Regions from separate parts of the Zea mays genome. Here regions 1 and 3 are each linked to region 2. Evidence: chromatin contacts called from public Hi-C data. All regions are on one chromosome and are shown on one strand. The core of a region is the stretch at or near the end of the contact, and the rest is flanking DNA. Distances in the headings are between cores, read along the strand shown. Region 1 holds the start of LOC100191742. Region 2 holds the start of LOC100281641 (50S ribosomal protein L28, chloroplastic-like). Region 3 holds the start of LOC100274519 (Cation/calcium exchanger 2).

Region 1 (2,700 bases), core at 177-2,676, 190 kb before region 2:
TCAGACGCGGACCATCCGCCCATTGAAAACCAGAGAAACTCGAAGGTGTCAAGTTCGCTAAAATTCATTTTTAGTGTCCTCGCGAACCGTCCCGGGTGCACGGCCAGACCGTCCACAACTGCTTTATCGGACATTTGATGACACAATTAATGCACTTATAGCCGTTGATATAGCCGTTACTGCTGATCGTTGTGATTTTAGCAGTTGATGTGCAGTGGCGGACTGTTTGGACCAGGAGCGCGGACCGTCCGCAGTTGGCAGAAAGTGGGCAACAGTTAGAAAGTGGTTGATGGCTATAAATACAATCTCAACCACATCCATTCAATCCATTCAAGCATCCCATTAATTCTTTCAATACAAGAGCTCCAAAACTCATCTAAGTGCCATCACTACGACTAGTGATCATTAGTGATTAGTGCCTTGAAAAGTCTAGAAAGAGTGTGATCTCTTGATTTTCTTGTTGCTCTTGTTGCTTGACTTTCTTAATCGTGCTTTCTTCATCTAGAGAGAGGTCCTAGGCCTTGTTTAGGGTCGGCAGGCCACCCTAGACACATCTAATCGACGTAGAGCCGAAGAGAAGTGGAGAATTTGGGATGGAGAAGGGCTAAGCTAAGGCTAAATTAGAACTACTACTAATGTACAGGGTGAAACAAGAAATATATTGATGATTGATTCGATTGTTGAAGATTAATCGGTCGTTGTCCTCCATATATATATATAGATATATATATATAGAGAGAGAGAGGAAGTCTGACCCGTTACAATCCGTATCCCAAGCTAAATCCGTGGTTTTAACTAACAAATCCCGCAAGAAACTTATAACCCTAATTGATGTACGTGTGCGCGGCCTGTCCGCACCATCAGTGCGGATTGTCCGGACCACGGATGTCCGACCCCAGGGCCGGATGGTCCACCCGTCCTTTTCTGCCGTCCAACAGTGCCATGTGAAACGTGTTGGGTGGTTTCTTATGATTTATTTATAGGATAACAACAGGACACGGGAGAAACAACCCTACATACTTCTTCACACCTACATACTTTTTCACACCTCACGTACGACGACGTATGTGTTTAGAACGGGAATTAGACTAGAAAGAAATATATTTTTTTTGTAAAAAGAAACGACGGTGGATAGCAAAAACAAAATGGTGTTTTATAGCGGTAGAGACAGAAAAGAAGGAAAGAACGCGAGACAGGAGAATCCATCGGCATGCCGTCTCGTTGCGCAGGTCGTTTGGGTCGGCTCCGGAGTAGGCCGTAACGAAGAAATAGCCGACACAGCCCATAGAGGTTTTGCTGGCACATGCGGCCCAGCTCCCGTGAGGCCGTGAGCCGTCAGCGTGAGGCAGCGAGGGTTTTACCGGCTGCCCTTGCTTGTTGCAAGCGCAGGGCGCTCCCAAAGCTGATCATCTTCATTATTTCCCTCGCCGCCGCCGGCGCCCACCAAGGCAGCGCAACGCTCGTTCCTCCAAAGGAGAGATGACGCTCTACCGTCGTGTCCTGCTCCTCCGTCGCCTCTCCCACCTCCACCCCTCGCCCGTTCCGGCCATCTGCTCCTCACCACCACCCACCCTCGCGGGGCTGCTCACCCCCATGGGGCGCCGCCACTTCGCCTTCTCGTCCGCCGAGGAGGCCGCCGCCGAGCGCCGCCGCCGCAAGCGCCGTCTCCGCATCGAGCCTCCAATCAACGCCCTCCGCCGCGGGCCACCTCCCCCACGGGACCCCAACGCGCCCCGCCTCCCAGACACCACCTCCGCGCTCACTGGCCCGCGCCTCAGCCTCCACAACCGCGTCCAGTCCCTCATCCGCTCTGGTGATCTAGACGGCGCCTCAGCCGCTGCCCGCGCCGCCGTCTCCTCGCGCGTCCGGCCCACCGTCTTCACCTCCAACGCCGTGGCCGCGGCCATGGTCCGCGCCGCCCGCCACGATGACGCTGTCGCCCTCTTTGATTTCTTCTTCCGCCGCTCTAATATCGTCCCCAACATCGTCTCCTACAACACCCTCATCCTCGCACACTGCGAGGCCGACCGCGTCGACACCGCGCTGCAGGTCTACCAAGACATGCTCGCGTCTGCGCCCTTCTCCCCCTCTGCCGTCACCTTCCGCCACCTCACCAAGGGTCTCGTCGCTGCTGGCCGCATCGGTGACGCCCTTGACCTCCTCCGCGAGATGCTCAGCCGCAGCGCTGGCGCCGACTCACTCGTCTACAACAACCTCATCGCTGGCTACATCGACCTCAACGACTGGGACAGGGCCTTCGAGCTCTTCAACGAGCTCGCAGAGAGGTGCCTTGTCTATGACGGTGTTGTACACACCACGTTCATGGAGGGCTACTGGAGGCAGGGCAAGGACAAGGAGGCCATGGACAACTACCAGTCCCTTCTTGATCGGGGCTTCAAGATGACGCCGGCCACCTGCAACGTGCTGCTCGAGACACTCTTCAAGCACGGCAAGCACAAGGAGGCCAACGACCTATGGGAGACCATGATTGACAACCACACCCCGCCAAGCTTCATCGGCATCAACGCAGAGTCCTACAATGTCATGGTTAACCAGTGCTTCAGGGAGGGCAAGTTTCAGGAGGCGATTGAGGTCTTCCACCGCCAGCCCAGGAAGAATGTCCAAATGGACGTTGGTTGCTTCAACAACATCATTGGCAAACTCTGTGAGAATGGGATGCTAGCTGAGGCAAAAAAGCTC
Region 2 (2,700 bases), core at 132-2,631:
CTAGATTAGTGGCTAAATTGATAGGCCTTAATTGTAGGGGAGTTGGTTTCCAAATAAGTCATTTTCTAAATTAGAAGTTATCTAGTTGGTCGGGCCAGTGGCCTATTTATATGGAACCATGAGGCAATGAAGAAAAGAAGAAATATATCACCTTAATCTCCCATCTCTCTATACTCTCCAAGCCTACGGTGGAGGAATACCTCGCTGTAGAAGATGGACGCCGGATACGAGTTACGTAGCCGCGGTTTAGCTGCTTGAGGGCTTAACGCCCTTGACAATATGATGCATGGTGGAATGGAAGGTAAGGTGCAGACTCCAAGCACGTGCCAGAACACAATCTCTTCTCTTGGGCAGGAACAATTCGTTTAAATTTCAATTGAATCTATACTTCATCAGCAGCGAATTCGTGAGAGGGAGGATCAGCCGACCAGGTTACTTAACTTTCTGGCATTGATCACGACTGTGAAATGGAGACACGATCGATTCAGAGGAGGACCCAACACGAGACCAAAAACGTATATGTGCAACCTCGATCTGCCTACACTGATTGGTATGGTACACAAATCAAAACGGGGAGGAAATATAATGATATGATTTGATTGCGAAAGAACAGCAGGAGGTAGGCAGGCAGACAGACAGACGAGACGACCCCGTGAATGTGAATGCTAAGCTAGTGCCACCCCACACTAGTTTGGCTGCTCATCGGATGGGCTCACTTCTTGTTGAGGTCGATGCCGGCCTTGCGCGCGACGGCGTCGAGGCCGTGCTTCTCGATGGTCTTGAGGGCCTTGGTGGAAAGGCGCAGCTTGACGAAGCGCTTGCCGGCCTCCCACCACAGCTTCTTGTACTGCAGGTTCACGAACTGCTGCTTCTTCGTCTTGTGGTTGGAAAACGACACCTTGTTCGCCCGGTTCGTCTTCTTGTCCGTGAACGGGCACACACGCCCTGAACAGACACACATCACACTCCATCATCATCTCGTCAATCAGTCGGATGGGAATCTATCTTAAGTGCTCTGAAGATTGGCTGAATCAATTACTAGCAGAAGCGGAGAAGAAGAATGGAACAGCCGAGACCAACTGAAGATTCAGATAAGAGCGGAGCAACCACGAAAGCTGAATGCGCGCTCGTAGAAAGCAAAGGCAAATCGAAGACTTACGCGCGACAATGGGCTGGAGCTGCTGCCTCTTGGGGAGGAGGGCGACGGCGGTTGGAGTTGCAACGCCGGCGGAGAGGGAGAGGCCGGCGAGCTGCGACTTGGCGAAGCTCAATGAGGCGGAGGAAGGGGAGGAGGCCCTACGGGCGGCGGCGGGCATGGCGAAGGAGGAGCTCAGTAGCGTGGCGGTCGCCATGGCGGATGGATGGACGGAAGGAACGGAATGGTTCGTTGGATAAGCAAGAGGGATAAGAAGAGGGAGGGACGCTTGGGAGCAGGCCTGTCGAACCTTCAACGACTTCCTTTCGATCCGGCCCATTTGGCCCTCCGTCTCCAGTGATTATGGGCCGAGGGGAACTACAAGACATAATTTTCTCTTATATATATATATATATATATATATATATATATATATATATATATATATATTCTATACGTTAATATTAAAAAGTGAAATATTTCTTTTAACTCGTTATTTCTATTTATATAAAATGTGATGACATAGTTGAGAGTGTCCATGTGCGTATTAATTATAAGTGATTGTTAAAATATGATCAAGCTTTGGTTGAATTAAAGACTAACCAAAAAAAAGTTGACGACTATGTAGATTGACGCGATGAAGGACAGATGTGAGGCTTGAACTAATAAACTCAGGGCTGAAAGACTAATCATGGGTGGCTAATACTTGGAGATATAATCAACTAAGTATGCATGTGAAGTAGAGACATTATCAACCAAGTGTGCATGTGGAGGAGTAGACCGTGTTGACCATGTCAAGGCAATGGTTGACCAAGTCAAGCAATGGCATGAAGACCTTGGTGATTAGGTGGTCGAGGACAAGTGGTGACAAGTGTCGAGACCATGAGAGTGGCATAGCATGTATGCTTCTCGAACTGGGTTTGGTGGTTTGGATCTTAAAACCACCAACAAACTATTTGTTAGATTTGGGCCTCAAACCCATGATGTAGTTCAAAGTGGCGATGGCATCTCAGAAAGCTTGCACCGAGGTGAAGCATTCTCATGAAGGGCTTGTGCCATCGGATACAAGAATCACTAATTGGATTATTTTGATCTAGTTAGGTTTTGGTGATTAATGACTACACTATTATTATGCCACACGTCTATTTTGCAGAGGTGACTTAAGTTAGGTCGGGATAATGGTGATTATTTGGGCAATCCCCTATTGATGAAATTCATTCGGATTTCATAGGATGGATGACAAGGATAATGACAGACTAGTTCTAAGTATCAATTCGAGTTAAGAGACACTTTGAGTAGTTTAGAGCTTTATTTTTACTTTTGGCATACTATAATCAGGGTATGAGTTAGTAACTTGACCTTGACGAGTCTAATGGTTTAGGTGCAGTTCACACTTGTCAATCTTAGCACTATGTAGGCCAAAGAATCATGTGGATCAAACCCCATTCAGAAAGTGAATTAGATGTGAATAGAGGGGTCAACACATTGCATACCATGATATTGCGAAGTCGTTGGACCATTGTCTTTTGTTTGATGATTGCATGTGGCATTACTAGAGTGATGAA
Region 3 (2,700 bases), core at 55-2,554, 140 kb before region 2:
TCGGATTTACACATGGAATAGCTCAAAGATACTTCGAAGGCTAAGAGATGAAGCTTAACGCCCTCCAAAAGGTAAATTTATGCATGACACTGTTCACCTATTTATAGGAGAGGGTACAACTTCGTATGAAATTACATACATACCCCACAAGCTTTACAAATATGGTTTATAAATATCATAGGGGCGCCATTGTCTTTTTCTTTTTCTTTCTTGCCGCTCAAGTCTTCAACGCTTTCCCTTTCCCTTGCTTCGTGCGCGAAGCTTTTCCTGACGCCAAGGGTGGTGGGGTGGCGGCTTTAGTGCACACTTCATCGGATGCGTGTTCAAAGCGAAGCCCTTTGCAGGCTGTTTCGGCCGAAGGTCGACTTCGTCTGTCCTTCATATAGCACTTGAAACATACTTTATCAAGTCGAAGGTAAGGTGATTTGAGGTTCTTCGACAAAGTAGGCGACCCCAAAATCACGGACCTGCACTCGACACTCTCTCCGACCCTAGAACAAATCTGACACACATGTTAGTCATGGTGCCATCTTTCCTAGACATTAAAACCATTTTGTTTTTATATTTTTTCTCGGCAACAAAATGGAAAAAGATAACTCCGAAAATGGAAACAACATTGGTAATTCGAAAAATAATAAAAATTACTTTTTTCTGTATACCAATAGATATATCTTGATTTTAGGAAAATAATAAAATTACTTTTATATTTTTCTAATCTAAGTTAAGATGAATTTGTTATGAATATATAAATACCATCTCAGATTTAATATTTTTCTGAAAAATTATCGAATTCATTACCGATTGTAAAATAACGAATAAATACAGTAATTTTCGAAAACGGTCTGAAAAGACAAAAACCATTTCCGTTACCGAATTTTTCTACCGATTTTATATTTATATTTTCACTAACTATTTTTATTTCCGTTTAGTAATTTAGGTACGATTTACTACAACCTAAAATTACTGTTTTCGTTTTTCACCGTGCTCCTAGTCACCTCAGCTTCCCTCCGTCCTCACCCAGTCCTCACCCACTGGACTTGCCCGATTGGAAAGCAAGCGCCCGGTAGGAAAGAAGGCGCGGTCGTTTTCTGGACGTGACGGGCGCGCGCGTGGCCGCGTGGGCGTGGCATACATCCTTTCTCCTTCCATCCATACGCTGAACAGAGTATGATTTGGATCGCCTGGCCTACTGCTGCTGCTGTCGTGTCCATGCCGTCGGTGCTGTCAACATCCGGATCATTGCGCGCGCTCCAACGCAACGGGGGTGATCAGATAATTTCCCCAATCCCCCCCGCGCGCCGATCGCGACAAACATGCATGGCGAAGCCTTCCGCTTCTGCAGCGGCGGCGGCGCTCCGTGCCTCCCTCGGCGTCGCCTTCGCGCTGCTGCTCCTGCTCGCTTCCTCCCGCCTCCCGCACCGCGCCCTGTCCGCCGAACTCTCGTCCCCCTCGGTGGTGGCCCACGAGCGACGCGGCCACGGCGCCTGCGCGGGCGTGCGGACCCCCGACGAGAGATACCGCGCCATCGCGGCCGGGTCTGACGGCCGGTACCGCTACCCGCGCGGCGGCGGGCACGTCGACTACCTGTACCTCTTCTACTGCGTCCTCGGCGGCGACCGCCGGCCCGCCCTGGGGTACGCCGCGATGGCGGCGTGGCTCGCCGTGCTCTTCTACCTGCTCGCCGACACGGCCGCGGTCTACTTCTGCTCCAGCCTCGAGGGCCTCGCGCGCCTGCTCCGTCTCCCGCCGGCCATCGCCGGGGCCACGCTCCTCTCGCTCGGGAACGGTGCGCCCGACGCGCTCTCCGCCGTCGCGTCCTTCTTCGCCGGAGACGGCGGCGAGGGAGGAGGGACGGCCGCCGCCGTGGGGCTCAGCGGCGTGCTCGGTGGCGCCATGTTCGTCTCCTCGGCCGTGCTCGGGGTCATCGCCATCCGCCTCGGCGGCCAGGAGGTCGCCGTCCACCGCGCCAGCTTCTTCCGGGACGCAGCCTTCCTCTTCCTGGCGCTCGTCGCCGTGGCCGTCGTCGTCGCCGCGGGCCAGGTCACAATCTGGGCCGCCGCCGGGTTCGCCTCGCTCTACCTCGTCTACGTCCTCGCCGTCGCCTTCACCCCGGACCGCTGGACCAGACGCCACGACGCGCACGCGGTGGATGACCCCGCCTCCGCCGCTGCCGTCTCGGAGCTCCACAACGTCACGGAGACCAAGTTCTACACCGACCAGGAAGCCCGAGATCCACTGCTCCCCGACACCGCACCGCTACTTCAATACTACGCCGGCGAAGCAAACAGCAACAGCAACGACGGCTCCACTGGCAACAAGAGCGTCTTCTGGACCGTCCTTCGCCTGCTAGAGCTTCCCCTGAGTCTCCCGCGGCGGCTGACGATTCCGGACGCGAGCAAAGAGCGGTGGAGCAAGACGGCCGCGGTGACCGCGGCCACGCTCGCCCCCATCTTCCTGTCCTTGCTCTGGAGCCACCGCGCCACGGGGGGCCCGTTCGTTACCGTCCTCCTCGGCGGCCTTGCTGGTCTCGCGCTGGGCCTCATTGCCTTCCTCACCACGGATCCCTTCGCCCCACCAACCCGATTCCTCGGCGCGTGGCTCGCCGGCGGGTTCGCCATGAGCGTGGCGTGGGCGTACGTGATCGCCAACGAGGTCCTGTCGCTGCTGGTCTCGGCGGGAATCATCCTTTCCGTGGACTCG

Evidence for each region. Hi-C and Micro-C count contacts between places; a contact is called where the count stands out from the background.
Region 1: a Hi-C map of ear shows a contact between it and region 2, with 3 times the contacts expected there. The contact joins the promoter of LOC100191742 here to the promoter of LOC100281641 in region 2. A contact is called at or near these places in 2 of 25 Hi-C or Micro-C datasets (ear and tassel).
Region 3: a Hi-C map of ear shows a contact between it and region 2, with 2.9 times the contacts expected there. The contact joins the promoter of LOC100274519 here to the promoter of LOC100281641 in region 2. A contact is called at or near these places in 4 of 25 Hi-C or Micro-C datasets (ear, leaf, root tip and 1 more).

What each region holds. Positions count from the first base shown.
Region 1 is chr1:244,238,839-244,241,538 of Zm-B73-REFERENCE-NAM-5.0, reverse strand. LOC100191742 reads left to right here and starts at 1,426. Exons shown (of 1, transcript NM_001137170.1): 1 at 1,426-2,700. The coding sequence starts at 1,480.
Region 2 is chr1:244,046,320-244,049,019 of Zm-B73-REFERENCE-NAM-5.0, reverse strand. LOC100281641 (50S ribosomal protein L28, chloroplastic-like) reads right to left here and starts at 1,381. Exons shown (of 2, transcript NM_001154560.2): 1 at 1,160-1,381; 2 at 462-945. The coding sequence starts at 1,352. The coding sequence ends at 713.
Region 3 is chr1:244,189,649-244,192,348 of Zm-B73-REFERENCE-NAM-5.0, reverse strand. LOC100274519 (Cation/calcium exchanger 2) reads left to right here and starts at 1,304. Exons shown (of 1, transcript NM_001148876.1): 1 at 1,304-2,700. The coding sequence starts at 1,318.